3 separate regions of the Sus scrofa genome follow, and regions 2 and 3 are each linked to region 1. Evidence: chromatin contacts called from public Hi-C and promoter capture Hi-C data. All regions are on one chromosome and are shown on one strand. Each heading gives the region's core, a stretch centred on a gene start, on an enhancer-like site or on the middle of the called end of the contact. The rest is flanking DNA. Distances are from core to core; before and after follow the strand shown. Region 1 holds the start of OXSR1 (oxidative-stress responsive 1). Region 2 holds the start of DLEC1 (deleted in lung and esophageal cancer protein 1). Region 3 holds the start of ACVR2B (activin A receptor type 2B).

Evidence for each region. Promoter capture Hi-C pulls out the DNA fragments that hold promoters and counts their contacts. A called contact is a pair of places that touch in the nucleus more often than the background predicts.
Region 2: a Hi-C map of skeletal muscle shows a contact between it and region 1, with 9 times the contacts expected there. The contact joins the promoter of DLEC1 here to the promoter of OXSR1 in region 1. A contact is called at or near these places in 1 of 5 promoter capture datasets (liver), 6 of 47 Hi-C or Micro-C datasets (embryonic fibroblasts, heart right ventricle, mesenteric adipose tissue and 2 more) and 2 of 2 datasets of contacts at active chromatin or transcription factors (alveolar macrophages and skeletal muscle).
Region 3: a contact with region 1 is called in a promoter capture Hi-C map of liver, with 4 times the contacts expected there. The contact joins the promoter of ACVR2B here to the promoter of OXSR1 in region 1. A contact is called at or near these places in 1 of 5 promoter capture datasets (liver) and 1 of 47 Hi-C or Micro-C datasets (heart right ventricle).

The regions. Positions count from the first base shown.
Region 1 is chr13:23,017,642-23,022,274 of Sscrofa11.1, forward strand. It overlaps OXSR1 (oxidative-stress responsive 1), which reads left to right and starts at 3,198. Exons shown (of 18, transcript NM_214342.1): 1 at 3,198-3,313. The coding sequence starts at 3,244. ACAA1 (3-ketoacyl-CoA thiolase, peroxisomal) reads right to left here and starts at 2,497. Exons shown (of 15, transcript XM_003132103.4): 1 at 2,374-2,497; 2 at 985-1,234; 3 at 511-613.
Region 2 is chr13:22,871,440-22,875,823 of Sscrofa11.1, forward strand. DLEC1 (deleted in lung and esophageal cancer protein 1) reads left to right here and starts at 1,771. Exons shown (of 43, transcript XM_021071663.1): 1 at 1,771-2,576; 2 at 4,040-4,195. PLCD1 (phospholipase C delta 1) reads right to left here and starts at 1,511. Exons shown (of 17, transcript NM_001243589.1): 1 at 1,371-1,511. The coding sequence starts at 1,404.
Region 3 is chr13:23,236,185-23,240,473 of Sscrofa11.1, forward strand. ACVR2B (activin A receptor type 2B) reads left to right here and starts at 1,515. Exons shown (of 11, transcript NM_001005350.2): 1 at 1,515-1,578. The coding sequence starts at 1,527.

The sequences.
Region 1 (4,633 bases), core at 1,948-4,447:
AACTCAACAACAAAAAACCCCCAAACAACCCAATCAAAAAATGGGCAGAAGACCTAAACAGACATTTCTCCAAAGAAGACATACAGATGGTCAGTAGGCACACGAAAAGATGCTCAACATTGCTAATTATTACAGAAATGAAAATCAAAACAAGGAGGTACCACTTCACACCAGTCAGAATGGCCATCATTAAAAAGTCTACAAATAGCAAATGTGGAGAGGATGTGGAGGAAAAAAAACATGTGATCTTAATGACTATCAGGCCACATAGAGAAAGCCTGGGAGACAGGGGAAATAAAATCACCAGATTTGCAGAGCAGGTTCTGACTCAACTAAACCATCAAGCTTTGTGAATGGAGGATGTACAAAAGACTCTATCAACAAATATATAATGGCTGTGACCACCAAGAATGTTGGTTAACTAACAAATTGAATTTTCATTTTTAGGTCAGTGTTATATACTACTCTGCACATAATTTTAAAGCAGTAAAAAGAAAAAATCCCACAAACCTTCTGAAGGCTGTCCATGGTCCACACAGGCCAATAAATCCAGGTTAAGAATCTCTAGTTTATGGATCTTTCTGAAACAGGAGGGAAGGAGGCAGGGCACAACCTTAAAGAGAATGACGCAGCCATTTATTATATGACAAAAACTGGCTAGAATCAATTAGCCCCAAGATGCTTCAACTTCCAGTAGAACTTGATCTTCTTTATACTGTCACTGTAATACATTAGCTAAGTCACAATGTCCACTGGGCCATGCCAGTTTCAAGGCTAATAATAAAAGCGCAAAAAGCGGGTGGTGACCCAAATCCTGAGAATCCCCACCCCTTTCTCCAAAACAGAAAGTTCTCCCATGTATTAGCCTATAAAATTACCCACACCGTAAAAACTAACCACCCCGTATTTCAAGGCTGCTTTCACCTGTTGAGATGGACGACATTCCATCTATGGAATGTTTATCTCTCTAAATCTACTTCTTACCTATTATTTCGTCTCTCAATGAATTCTTTCTGCAACAAGACATAAAGAACCTGAACTTCATAAAGTCTTGAGACCAGGTGTGGGATTTCAGTTAAAAGACAGTGGGTTGAGTCCTAGTCCATGGGTTCAGGTCCCAGTCTGAGTTCCAGCTGAGTAAAAGTCCCATTTCAGTTGTATGGTTTCACTTCTTCTGGTACAAACCTTGAGATTTCTTTTTTCTTTTTTTTTTTTTTGGTTTTTAGGGCCCCACCTGTGGCATATGGAAATTCCCAGGTTAGAGGATGAATCAGAGCTGTAGCTGCTGGCCTATGCCACAGACACAGCAACGCTGGATCGGAGCTGTGTCTTCGACCTACACCACAGCTCATGGCAACACCAGATCCTTAACCCACTGAGCAAAGCCTAACCCACATCCTCACGGATACTAGATGGGTTCATAACCCACTGAGCCACAAAGGGAACTCCAAAACCTTGAGATTTCTAATCTCTACCATCAGGTTTATCTCCTGACAGATCTGATCCCCATCTCTCTTCTCCCTGCCAAATGAAAGGCAAGAAACACATGGCAATAAAGGTGTCAGTAGTAACAGCTGAAACCAATCTTTACAGCAAGGCCTGTGCTATGCTTTCAGACATGGGAACAATAGCACCTTCGCCGTGACTGGATATTCTAGCCTCTCAAATTCCTCCTGTTGGCATCAATGTGAACTTTTCAGGGTCTCCTCTGTGAAACATTATCCAATGCCACCAACCAGGTGGAAACCTGCTAACAGCTTCGTTCTGCAGCTCCCAGTTGACTGCTTTGGTTTTGTGGTCAATGGATTTCCTGCACAAGGTTTCCAGTGCCTGGTAGGGTATGGTTCTTAATGACTAATACAGGTCTGAAAGATGTTCAACTCAGAGGGGTTCACAACCGAGCCTGACCCACATCGATACTCTCGTCTCCATTCTACCAAGCGCGTTCAATTTTCACCTCATTAATTTCCCCCAAAGACCTAAGTGTTCAACTTGAGAAAACTTAAGTTCAGTGAGGTCACACAAAAGTCAAGGCCCTTGAAATGACCTCAGATACCGTGGGCCAAACCTCACTCGTTTAGTATTTCCAGCCACATCAAGGGAAAAATGCCAACCTTCTGAGGTCCCAAGGTAAGGGCTCACTTGAGCTCCCGACCCAAAGCTTAGAGGGGACAGAACACCCTCCTGCCCCGTAAGGTTAGAGAAAATGCTATATCGCGCGCTGCAAAGAAAACTTCCGCCTAGAAAGTGTCGTCACTTTCGGTGAACTTCCGGCTCCACTCAGTCCCGTGGCCAAAGGCCTTTTATCCTATTTGGCAGTCGTCCACACTCCCAGGTTACCCCACCCAGCTGCTCCCTAGGGTTTCTCCACACCCTGCGGAGCCTTTTGCACGTCTTGAGGGTGTGACGGTTACGCCGCGACGTCACTCGGCGGAACCAGGCAAAGCAATCAAGGTACCAGAGATCGCCAAAGATCGGAGCCCTGTCGCCAAACCGCGCGCCGAGCGCCTGGAGGCAGGACTAATTTATGAGTGACGTCCACACACGCCTATTGCCTTTCTGATTCCTTCTCAAATAAGCCAATGAATGCGACGGCGGAGACGGCAACGTGCCCCAGCCGCCAGAAGTGGCTCCGCCCCCTCTACTCGACCGCCCTTTAGTTGCCATGCTTAGTGTGGCTAAAGCTTCTGGGCTATTTAAGGCTCTTCTCTGGCTTTCCGAGTTCCTTGCCGAACTCCTGCCAAAGCATTTCCTCCCTCCCCTTGTCAACTTCCTCCTCGAGCTCCAAGCGCTTTCGCTTTTTATCCAGCCACTCTTGATATGGCGCCTGGGGGCGTGGCCCATGGAGGCGTGCCCGGCGTGGTGACGTCAGCGCGCTGCGTGTCGGCAGGTGGAGGGAGAAGGGAAAGTTTGGCCCGTGCGTGGGGCTAGGGTGGAGGGCGGGACGGAGGGGCTGGGCCCAGGCGAAGCTAGTGTCGCTGCAGCAGCGGAGGCCGAGGCCAGGCGCTGGGCCGAGCCGGGGAGTGCCAGCCGCGGAGGAACAGGAGACGAGGTCTGCCGGCGTTTCGAGCCCACCGCCGCTTTGCCGCGCGGACACCCCCCGCCAGGCGCCGTCCGACCAGTGGCTGTTCCAGAGGCGGTTGGTGGGGGCGCGGCAGCAGCGGTTGGGGGTGGGGAGAGGCGCGGCTAGGAGACGGGAGAGGTCAGCGAGTTGGAGGGAGAACCGAGTGCGGTGCCGCCGTCATGTCCGAGGACTCCAGCGCCTTGCCCTGGTCCATCAACAAGGACGATTATGAGCTGCAGGAGGTGATTGGTAAGAGCTGTCGCCTTGGAGGGAGGAGGCGCTACGTTGGGCGGCGGGTGACACGCGGGAGCTTGGGGAGGGCAGGACCCTCAGATATTCTTGGGCACTCGAGCGGCCCGGGGCGAGGTAGGGCGCGTGGGTGAGGCTTTGCGTTTGTGCAGCGCGTGCGAGGCAGGGAGGCTACTTTGAGTGGCGCTCCTGTGCGGCGGGGCAGGGTGGGGTTTGAGGGGCTCCCAAGAGATTTGCGTACTGACTGATGTTTGAACCTGAGCGACAGGTGTGTTTGGGAGAGAAAAGTGCAGGTGTCGGAAAGGCCTTTACAAGGCGCTTCGAGAAGTGAGGTATTGCAGTTGGGACACGGCCCCCTATTTGGGGGGTGATGGGATAGAGTGCTTTTGTTCACTTCAGCATCCTTGTAAGAAGTGCCAGGCGTTGCTGGGATGGAGCCAGGGATCCTCTCCAGATGAAGCTGCAAGTACAGCACTGAGCTTTGTAGACAACTTGCGACTGCTTGAAATTGACTTTCTAGTTACAGAGGTAGACATTAGATAAGTAGGCAAATAAAAAGAATGACAGGTTTTGGCAAGTGCTAGGAAGGAAATAACCAAGAAGTTCTGATAGAGAATAACCTAGAGACCTAGTCGGGGCGATTTCAAGGAAGTTGTTTTTTCCGAGGCATTGACATGGAAGTTGAGCACTGAAGGATGACCGTCTTAAAGAGCCTAAGGAAGATTTTTCCTTCCTGAGGGATGAGGAAATGCAAAGGCCTTGAGGAGGGAAGGAGCTTGGTGTGTTTTAGGACCTGAACGAAGACTGGTAAGGATAGAAAAGTAAGGGAAGGGCCAGATCTTAGGGACCTTCTCAGCCAAGGTGAGGATTTTGGAATTTTATTTTAAGTGTTATTGAGCGCCTTCAAGGGGAACATGACATGATTTGATGGGTCTGGCTGTTTTGTGTGAAATGGGTTTGAAGGGGTCCTGGGAATACCAGTTGGCAGAAACCAAAACTTGCACAAACATGGATTGTAATTCTCTCTGAGAGGCACAGTGATTGAGGGAGCGTGGGGGCCAGGGATGAGGGGGTATTTGTTGGACAACAATAATCCAGTGATTTTAGAAATCAGAAGGGGGTGGGTTCAGCTAAACAGAAGCTCAATACAACTGATAGGAGCAGACCCCTGTGTGTTGGAGGAAGGAGATTGTCTACTTTGCTAGCTCAGCATCCTGTCCTAAAATTAGTTTTATAACAAAGAGTGGATGAAAACCCCTTAGCTGGTCTTGTGGGGTTTGAGTGTTTATTGCATTCTGCCTGTATTTAAAGAAACTTCGT
Region 2 (4,384 bases), core at 521-3,020, 150 kb before region 1:
GCAGGGTAGACAGCACTAGCTAAGGAATGATGAGAGAGAAAGCAGATGTCTCTGCTGTGATCCCCTGAGCTGCCCAGCCTCCCTTCCTACCAGTCTGGCAGGACACTAAGTTCACTTCTGTCCTGAGGGGAGACACAGGAGCACTGGAAAGGGCAGGGATCCCATGACCCAGCTGGATGAGTCTGCCTTGAGGAGACTAGACTACTGGTATGAGGGTAACAGCTCCGGGCACTGAGCAAGGTCTCTCTGGGCCATGGGGACCAGATATGGGCCAACCAGGAACCATGAGACAGACGGGAGGCTGGCTGAAAATAACATCTCTGAGTCTCTCTGAATTCCAGGGAGATCTCTAGTGGACATCCCTGCCTTTCTCTTTCCCATTTATTTTCTCCATGCATGGGTTAGATGGATAGGTGGTGGGCAGCAAACTGCCAGGGTACTAGAAAACAGAGGGAGGTGGGGTTAAGCAGTGGTTGGCTGAGAGGGGGAGGGTTTGCAGAGCTGGCTGGGGGAGCAGGAAGACATAGCCGCCTAAGAGTGGGTGGGTCCCCAGGCTGGAACAGAGAAATGCCAGGTACAGGTTGAGGGGCCTATGCAGCTTGAAGACCTCCAGCCCCTGATGTCCAGAACCAGCGGCTGCTCTCTCTCCTGAAGACACAGCGATGCAGAAAGGAGCTGGCCTAGACTCTTTCTCCGTGGGTCGGGGAGACGGAGCTCGGCTGGACAAAAGGAGGAGCTGCAGGCAGTTAGAGCTGAGACTCCGGCCATTCCGGCCAGGAGGGTGCGCAGATGGGGGCGACTGGGCTGCTCATCCCAGCCCGAGCGTCGCTGACTACGATTTCTTGCGCTGGGCAGCTACCGCGGCACAGCCAGACCTCCGCCAACCTTGTAAACCACCTCGCCCCACCCTTCCCACCCCGCCACACCCACGCGACCTGACGCGGTCCAGGCACGCCTGGGCTTTGGGGAGCCTCTCCGGGCGGCCCGGACGAGGCGGAGAGAACTCGGTTATTCGTGGATGCTGGTTCCTTCCCTCCTCGGTCCCTCAAAGCACGCTAGACCCTGGAGCCCAGCCTTCCGTGACCAGGATAAGAAGAGTAGTCCCCGAGGCAGCGAGGCCGGGGGTCATCTTCAGACTTGCACCTCTCCTCGCCCCACCCGCCAGACCTGGGAGACAAGCCTGGAAACGCCCAGGGTCGTGTCCGGCGGTCCAGGGCCGAGATTTCCTCAATGCGACAAAAGAGCCGAGGGGCGGGCCCGGGGCGGGGCAGAGGGAGGCCGAAGGAGCCGGGGGTCCCCCTCCCAGGGCCGGTAGGCTTTGCTCAGGGTCAGCTCAGGCGGGGACCCCAGCGTGCCTGCCGAACACTCACCATGCAGGGTCAGGAAGTCCCGGCCTGAGTCCATGCCCGACGGGCGGCGCGGCGGGAGGGGGGCGCCGCGGGACACTTCTTCGCGGCGACAGCGCTGGCGGCCTAGGGTCCCAGCGCAGTGCGGTGGAGGGACCCGAAAGGACTGCGGAGGGGAGGAGATTGGAGGTGGGCCCGGGACTCCGCTCCGCCCCCCGCCCGAGCCCCCGCCCCCGCCCCCTGGGCCCTCCAACCCGCGTCTCTCCCCGCCCCTCCTGGGGATCGTGGAGGAGGGCAGAGGTGGGGGCCAGCAAGCCGGGCCAACCTTGGCCGGGGCGGGTGGGTGCGTCCCAGCCAGAAATAGCCAGATCCCTCTGGCTTCTGGCTTCCTCCGCTGCCGCCACCCACAGGCCGCGGGCCCTGTCATTACCGAGGGCGGTGGGGCCCCACGCCCTGCCTGCGGGCGCCTTGCCGGGGTTAGGGTGATGCACGGAAGAATCTGGCGTCCTTCTGGGACAGGGACTTCGTAACTTAAGACGCCCTACCGTGATGCTGCGTAAAGGGAGCCTCAGAGTTCAGGCAGCCAGCCACTGCCCCCCGGATGTCTGTTTTCTCTTCTGCAAAACGGGTGCAAGGCACAAGTTAGATCCTTGGAGAGGCGTGCCTGAACCTACTCTGTAGAAGGGTCCCCTCCAGTCTCGCTGGGAAGTTTCTAACACCGGAAGTGCCCTTGGTGGGGACTAGAGCAGAGGCAGTAAAAACTTAGAGCAAGTAGCTTCAGAGAGGTTGGCTTTGAGCCCTTCACGCCCCAAACTCCTGGCAATCTGTACAGCGGAGTGAGGGGCAGAGTTGGGCATCTCCAGGGCTCCTTCTATGGATGGCCTCCCAAGAGGCTGTCTGGGCAAGGCGTCCCTACATGGACACCCCCCCCTTACACACACACTCCCACCTTCAAGTCTGGCAACCCAGCCACCCTCTTTATAGGTACCTAGAGACTCTAAGGGAAAGTCCAGGGATTCTGCTGCCTACTGACTTTTGGGAGAGCCCCCAGAATACCTCCCACGTTGGGGATGCTGTGCCCACCAGGCCCCCCCCCATAGCCCCCCTGGGTTGATAAAGCCAGTGTGAGAGTCCAGCAAAACCAGTCGGACCCCAGCCCTTCCCTCTCTAGGCACAAGCAGGCCTAGGTGGCCTTGAATACCTCCGGAAGGGATGTCAGCCTGCCAGAGGGTGAGTCTTCCCATCCTTATGGTTGAGACTGGTCGGGACTTTGGAGACTCTGGCTGTGGAGTTCCCACTCCCTCTGTATGCCTCCCCTACACCGGGGGTGGGGTGGGGGGATGTAGCCCTCTATCTGGCACTCTCCTCAGTCGGCCTGCTCTCCATCAGGAGCAGCCCTATAAGAGCCCTCTCTGCTTTCTCAGGGATGAGCAAGTCCACACAAGACATCCTTTTGAAGCGCCAGCCTGGGGGCGGGGAGGATGAGGGGTCCTTTCTCTGCCCTCGCCCTCCTTCTACCCGGCCAGGATGCCTGCCTCCAGGCCTGCTCCCCTGGGGGCCTCCTCTGACCTCGGGGCTAATCCCAGGACCTCTGACATCCCCAGGGGCCTGCCGGCCCCTCTAGTCAGCAAGTCAGGCCTCCTTAAGCCCTGCTTCTCTTTCCAGGCAGAGACATAATGAAATTCTGACAGCAGCAGTTGGCTCTGAACCTTCATCTTAAACATCATTCCTGTTTATTCACATCACCTCCCAGCTCTGAGCCCCAAGCCCAATCCAGAGCATTATCTGGTGGGGGCTCCAGCTTGGCCCTTCCTTTGCACACACCGAACCTGCCTCGTGCAGGCCCTCTTCTGGCCTCTGGCCCAGGCAGAGGAGCTGAGGCCTCCTCCCAAGCCTGGGGTTGCTGGGCAGAGTGGGCACGCTGACTCAGAGTTGGCACACGCAGCCAGGTTCTGCCAGAAAAGAGGGCTGGGCCACATGCCACTCAGAGAAACAAGGCTGCTGCTCTGCCCTGTGGGGCAGCTGTTCCCTGGGACTCTCCCCCCCACCCCCAGTCTGCCCTCCATCTCCCTCACAGGCTGGAGACACTCTGCTTACTTCTGCTGTGCGTAAGCCTGGGTGGCATATGGGACTGTGCATCTCTGTGTGGATGGGCTAGAGGCCTAGCAAGAGGATTTTTCCCAAACCTCATTTGCTGGATTCTGCTCCCTCTGCCCTTTAACCACCAAGGCCCTCTGTGGGCCCAGGCCTGGCTAGGTGCCTAAATTACCCCCCTAAAATCCAGCTCTCAGTTGCCTCTGCAAGATGCCCTGAGATCCTGGTGACTCACGGAGCTTTCAGCAGCACAGAGAGGCCATGTGTGCCCAGAGACTAGTTGTCCGATGGAGTTTCAGGCATCCCACCACCCCCAGCTGACCATCGTGTCTTCGATGTGTATGTGAGGGTGGGTATGAGGGCTTCTGGGATGATGGATGAAACCTAGTGTCAGAGCTGGTACCCCCCCAAGTCCTGCTTCTTGGCCCCTCCGCCACTACCTTCTCTAAGAGGCCTAGAGAAGGGGGAGGATCAACCCAAGAATGCCAACTTTCCAGATTTGCTTCAGAGCTGACCCTGCCCAGCCCTTCCCCCAGAAACACAAACCTAGACCAGCTTGGGTAGGTGAGGTGGATGATGTTTATTCTGCCTCCTCCTAGTTTTTCGAGCACAGCCGATTGGAGGGCTGTTTAAATCTTGGTTCTGCAGTTTCCCACTGTGAGACTGAGCAGATCCCTTCACCTCTGGGAGCTCTGCATCAGGAGCTGCAATCCTCCTGGGAATTGGCTGAAATAACAGACGACATTGGCTACCTGGTAAGAATAAATGCTGCCGGCCAAGCATGGTGCTGGAACACCCTCCACCCATGGTGGGCACAGGGCCCGGCCTGAAGCCCTTGGACCCTGATGCTTGTGAGGGCTGGAAAACCTCCTCTGAGCTCCCTCCTGTGGGTCCTGCACCCACATACATCCAGAGGAAAAGTAAAGGCTGCCTCTCCCATGGAA
Region 3 (4,289 bases), core at 265-2,764, 220 kb after region 1:
TGGAAACGGGATGGTAGCCCTTCATTTCAACTTCGATCAAGGCAATATACATTTTACATGGTAGGCTTTTACATAAGATTTTGTTTGAATAAGATTTGTGTAATTAAGCAAAAAAATGCATGGAGTTCCTTGGTGGCCTAGGTTAAGGACTCCGTGTTGTCACTGCTGTGATGCTGGTTTAATTTCTGACCAGGGAACTTCTGCATGCTGCGGTTTCGCCAACAAAGAAAAGACGGAAGGAATCGAGTCTCACTTTTCCTCCCTTATTTTTTTATTTATTTAGGCTCCTCACTTTCTGAATAAAAAGGCTCGGAAAAGTGAAACAACTCACTTCCAGGCACCACCTCCCTCCTGGTTGCTCTTGCCCTGCTCCTAGAAAGGCTGTGGCAAATCTGGAGAGGCTGAAGTTCTCTATTCAAGGATTCTGCACCTCATCCCTGAGCTGTGAGGGGGCTTTCCCTCTTTAGCTAGGGGCCCCCGTCAAGACCCTTCCAAACTCTAGCTGTGATAAGGACGGTAGAATCTGAGATAGAGAACTGGGTGGGAGTGCTGAGAATATTTGGGTAAGGGTAGGGAAGCAAGTTGCTACAGGCCTTTTTCCACCTGCTGCTGCTCTGCCCGGCGGGACTCGCGCCCTCCCTCACTAGGATGGGTCAATTCCAAGATCTCTAGTTGTGGCTTTGTGACCCCCATCAGGCGGGGAAATGAAGGCGCAGAGAGGAATCATCGGGGGCGGTCCACTCACTCGGGGTCGCAGGGCAGCATGCGTTCCGGGAGAATGGGATCCTCAGCGCGGAGCAAGAATCCCGGTGCGGGAGGCCACGGGGAGCTGGGGAGCTGGGGTTCTGGGGTAAAGTGCTACCGGACACGACCCAGCCAACTCTGCCAGCTGACCCTGCTTAGCCCTCCAAACCCATGGTTTGCACGCGTCCTGCTGGAGGGCGCGGCCTGGGGGCGGAGTCTCTGTGTTGTTGTTTCTCTGGAGCCACGCCCCTGAGGGGGGCGCGGACCACGCGGTCGGAGGGCCCGCCTCCCCTCCCCCTCCCCGCCCAGCTCGCCCGCCTCTTTGTATCCAACATCCGGGTTTCCCTGCTGGCTCGGCTCCGCGGCCGAGGCTCAGGAGCCATTTTGGACGCGGTTCAGCTCCCCTCCCCCCACCCCTCCCCCAGTTCATGGCCCCTCCGGACTCGGCCCCTGCGCCCGGGGCCCGGGCCCAGCCCCGCCGCGCTATGCCTGAGTCGGGCGCGCCCCGGCCCGCGCCCCGCCGCCGCCCCCCGGCCCCCGCGTCGCCCCGGAGCCGGGGCCGCAGCCTGCGCCGCCCGCAGCGGCCCTGAGCCCGGCCCCGCCGCGCGGCCCTTGGAGCCTGCACGCTGCCCTGGGACGAAGGCGCAGGAAGCGCGCGGGGAACAAGACCGAAGGAAGGAGCGGGAAGGAGAGCGCAGCCGCCGCCGGGCCCTGCGCGCCCCAGGAGCGCCGCGCGGCCCTGCCCGCGGGCTCCGGGTGTCCGCGGGGCGGCGCCGCGGAACATGACGGCGCCCTGGGCGGCCCTCGCCCTCCTCTGGGGATCGCTGTGCGTGGGTAAGGACAGGGCGCGGCGTGGGGGGCGCGCAGGTCGGCCTCGGGCGCCGCGCGGTGTTTACCAACAAAGGGCGGGCCCGCGGCCTCCTTATCGCGCCACCTGCACCCAGCTTGCACCTCCCGGGGCGGGGACAGGGGGCGCGTAGCGCGCCCCGCTTGCTGATCTTTTGGGGGACGGTCTTGCCCGTGCGGCGGCCTGCGGGTCTCCAGTTCGCAGAGGCAACCCCGGGGTCAGGGTTCAGACTTCACGGGCGCGTGGCACCCAGGCAGACTAGGAGGAGAACTGGAACGAGGGGCAGGTGGCCAAGCTGAGCTGGCAGGTCTAATGCGGGAGTGGCGGGATTGTAGGTGCAGCAGCGGCTGGCAGCTGGAGTGCGCGATCTTTAGAGCCACTAGGTGTAGCGAAGGGAAGCGCGTCGCTTCACATAGCCGGGAGGAGTCCAGCACCCCATCCCACCAGCATCTGCGTGGTGTTCCTCCGGAGGCGCGCCTTTGGCGCCAGGTCCCACCTGCGCCTGCTTTCCCTGCGGCGATCTGGGACGCGAGATGCTGGCCACCCCGCGGGACTGCTTTGTTTTGGGCGCCTAGGAGGGGAGGGGAGATGGGAGGAAAAACCAACAGGTCTCTGTTCTGTCTGGCCTCCGGGAAGCACGTGGCGGGGGCGGGTGACCCTCGGGACTAGCGTTCGGCGTGCGTGCGCGTGGTTGAGCATATTTGGCTTCGAGTGTATATGCGCGTTTTTCCGCGGGGAGACCTCTTCCCCCAGGCCTAAGCACTGATTTTCCTCTTTTAGCGCTTCTGGGACGCAGTACGTGCGGCTACGGGCTTGGCATTCGGGTTCAGAAAGGCCCGGGCAGCCGTGGGGAGCCACGCATTAAATCTCCAGGGAGAAGCCTGGGGCGGTCGAGGAAGCTGGTGCGCGGCAGCCCGGGAGCCTGGTCCTCCGCGTCTTTGTTCCCAGCCCCCATTACACATGCAGCTCGGGTCCCCCGCCGCCGCCGCCGCCCGAGGTGGCAGCAGCGCGGAGTCTGGGAAACCCGCGAAGGGCGGGGCCCGGGCAGGCAGGGGCGGGGCTGGGATCCCCAGGCTGCTGCGGGGGTGGGGAGTGGGTGGGAATCCGGGATCTCCTCCTCATCCCCACTCCCACTCCCACTCCCACTTCCACTCTACCCGCCTCCTGTGTAGTGTAGCATAGCTTAGCTGTCTACACCAAAGCGAAAGAGCTCCAGGCAGGGCTTAAAGCTGCGTGGCCTGAGTGCAGGGACCAGAGAACAGAGACCCCTGTTTGGTGCCTGGTGCTGTATGGAGGGGGTGTCATGACTCTTTTGGAGCCATTACCTGTGTCGTAGAAGCAAAGTTTTGGTGGTGTTGAACCTGTTCCTTTCTCTGCCTTTAAGTGCTGCTTTTCCCCACGAATGAGAACTCTGAAGTGAAAGAAATGCATTGGCCTCTGGAGAGGAGGGCTGCAGCCAGCTGACTTAATGGACAAGCAGCAGGTTACTTGTCTATCTCTGGATCCCTGGCTCTTCCATTCTCAGGTCTGCAGAAGGAACCTCCTTCCAGGACAGGACAGCCTCAGACCTGGAACCCTCTCTAGACCCTCAATGGGTGAGGCAGAGAGGGATTGGGCCCCTAGAAGCACTGTATTTCCCTCCTCTTCCCTGCCTTGCGGAGTGCTGAGCAGTGCACCCGGCAAGGTGGGGCAACTGGAGTTAAATTGGCATCCACAGACCTGTGTTCCTGCCTTGGAGGAAGGTGGGGATCATTGGGTGTTACTTGTAGTCACAACAGCCAGTTGTCTGGTGGCCACTGTCCTGACTTGGGAGGAACTATAGGAAGAGCCTCAGGAGGCCAGAGTGGAGGCAGAGCTGGCCCTCCTGTTCCTATGATTTCGTGGATGCCCTTCCTTCAAGCTCCTGGCTTGCAGTTTAGAAGTCCCACCACCGCCTGTGGCACACTGTGGCCTTGTAGGGGGAAGATCTAGAACAGCACTGTCCAACAGAAACGTAGTGTGAACCACACATATGACTTTAAAATTTGCTGGTAGGTATGTTAATAAAAGGAAAAAGAAGCAAATGTGTTTTAGTTTCCTTGGGTTGCAATAACGAGATACCATAGACTGTGTGACTTAAACAACGATTTATTTTCTCACAATCTGGAGGCTGGAAGTCTGAGATCAGTGTGCAGCATGGTTGTGTTTTGGTGAGGGCCTTCTTCCTAGCTTGCAGATGGCTGCCTTCTCACGGCTTCCTCACATGGTCTTACTTGGGGCTTGGGGTAGGGGTGAGGGATTTTTTTTTTTTTTTTTTTTTTTTTTTGGTCTTTTGGTCTTTTTAGGGCTGCACCCACGGCATATGGAGTTTCCCAGGCTAGGTGTTCAATTACAGCTGTAGCCCTTGGCCTATGCCACAGCCACAGCAATGCTAGACCCGAGCCGCCTCTGCGACCTACACCGCAGCTCACGGCAACACTGGATCTTCAACCCACAGAGCAAGGCCAGGGATGGAACCCATGTCCTCATGGATACTAGTCGGGTTCGTAATCGCTGAGCCACGATGGGGACTCCCAAGGATTGCTTTTTGTTTTTGTTTTTTCCTCCTCTTCCATCTTCATGAGCAGTCTAAGCCTTTGCAAAGGCCCATCTTCCAATACCATCATACTAGGCGTTAGCACTTCAACACGTGAATTTTGAGGGGACACAAACATTCAGT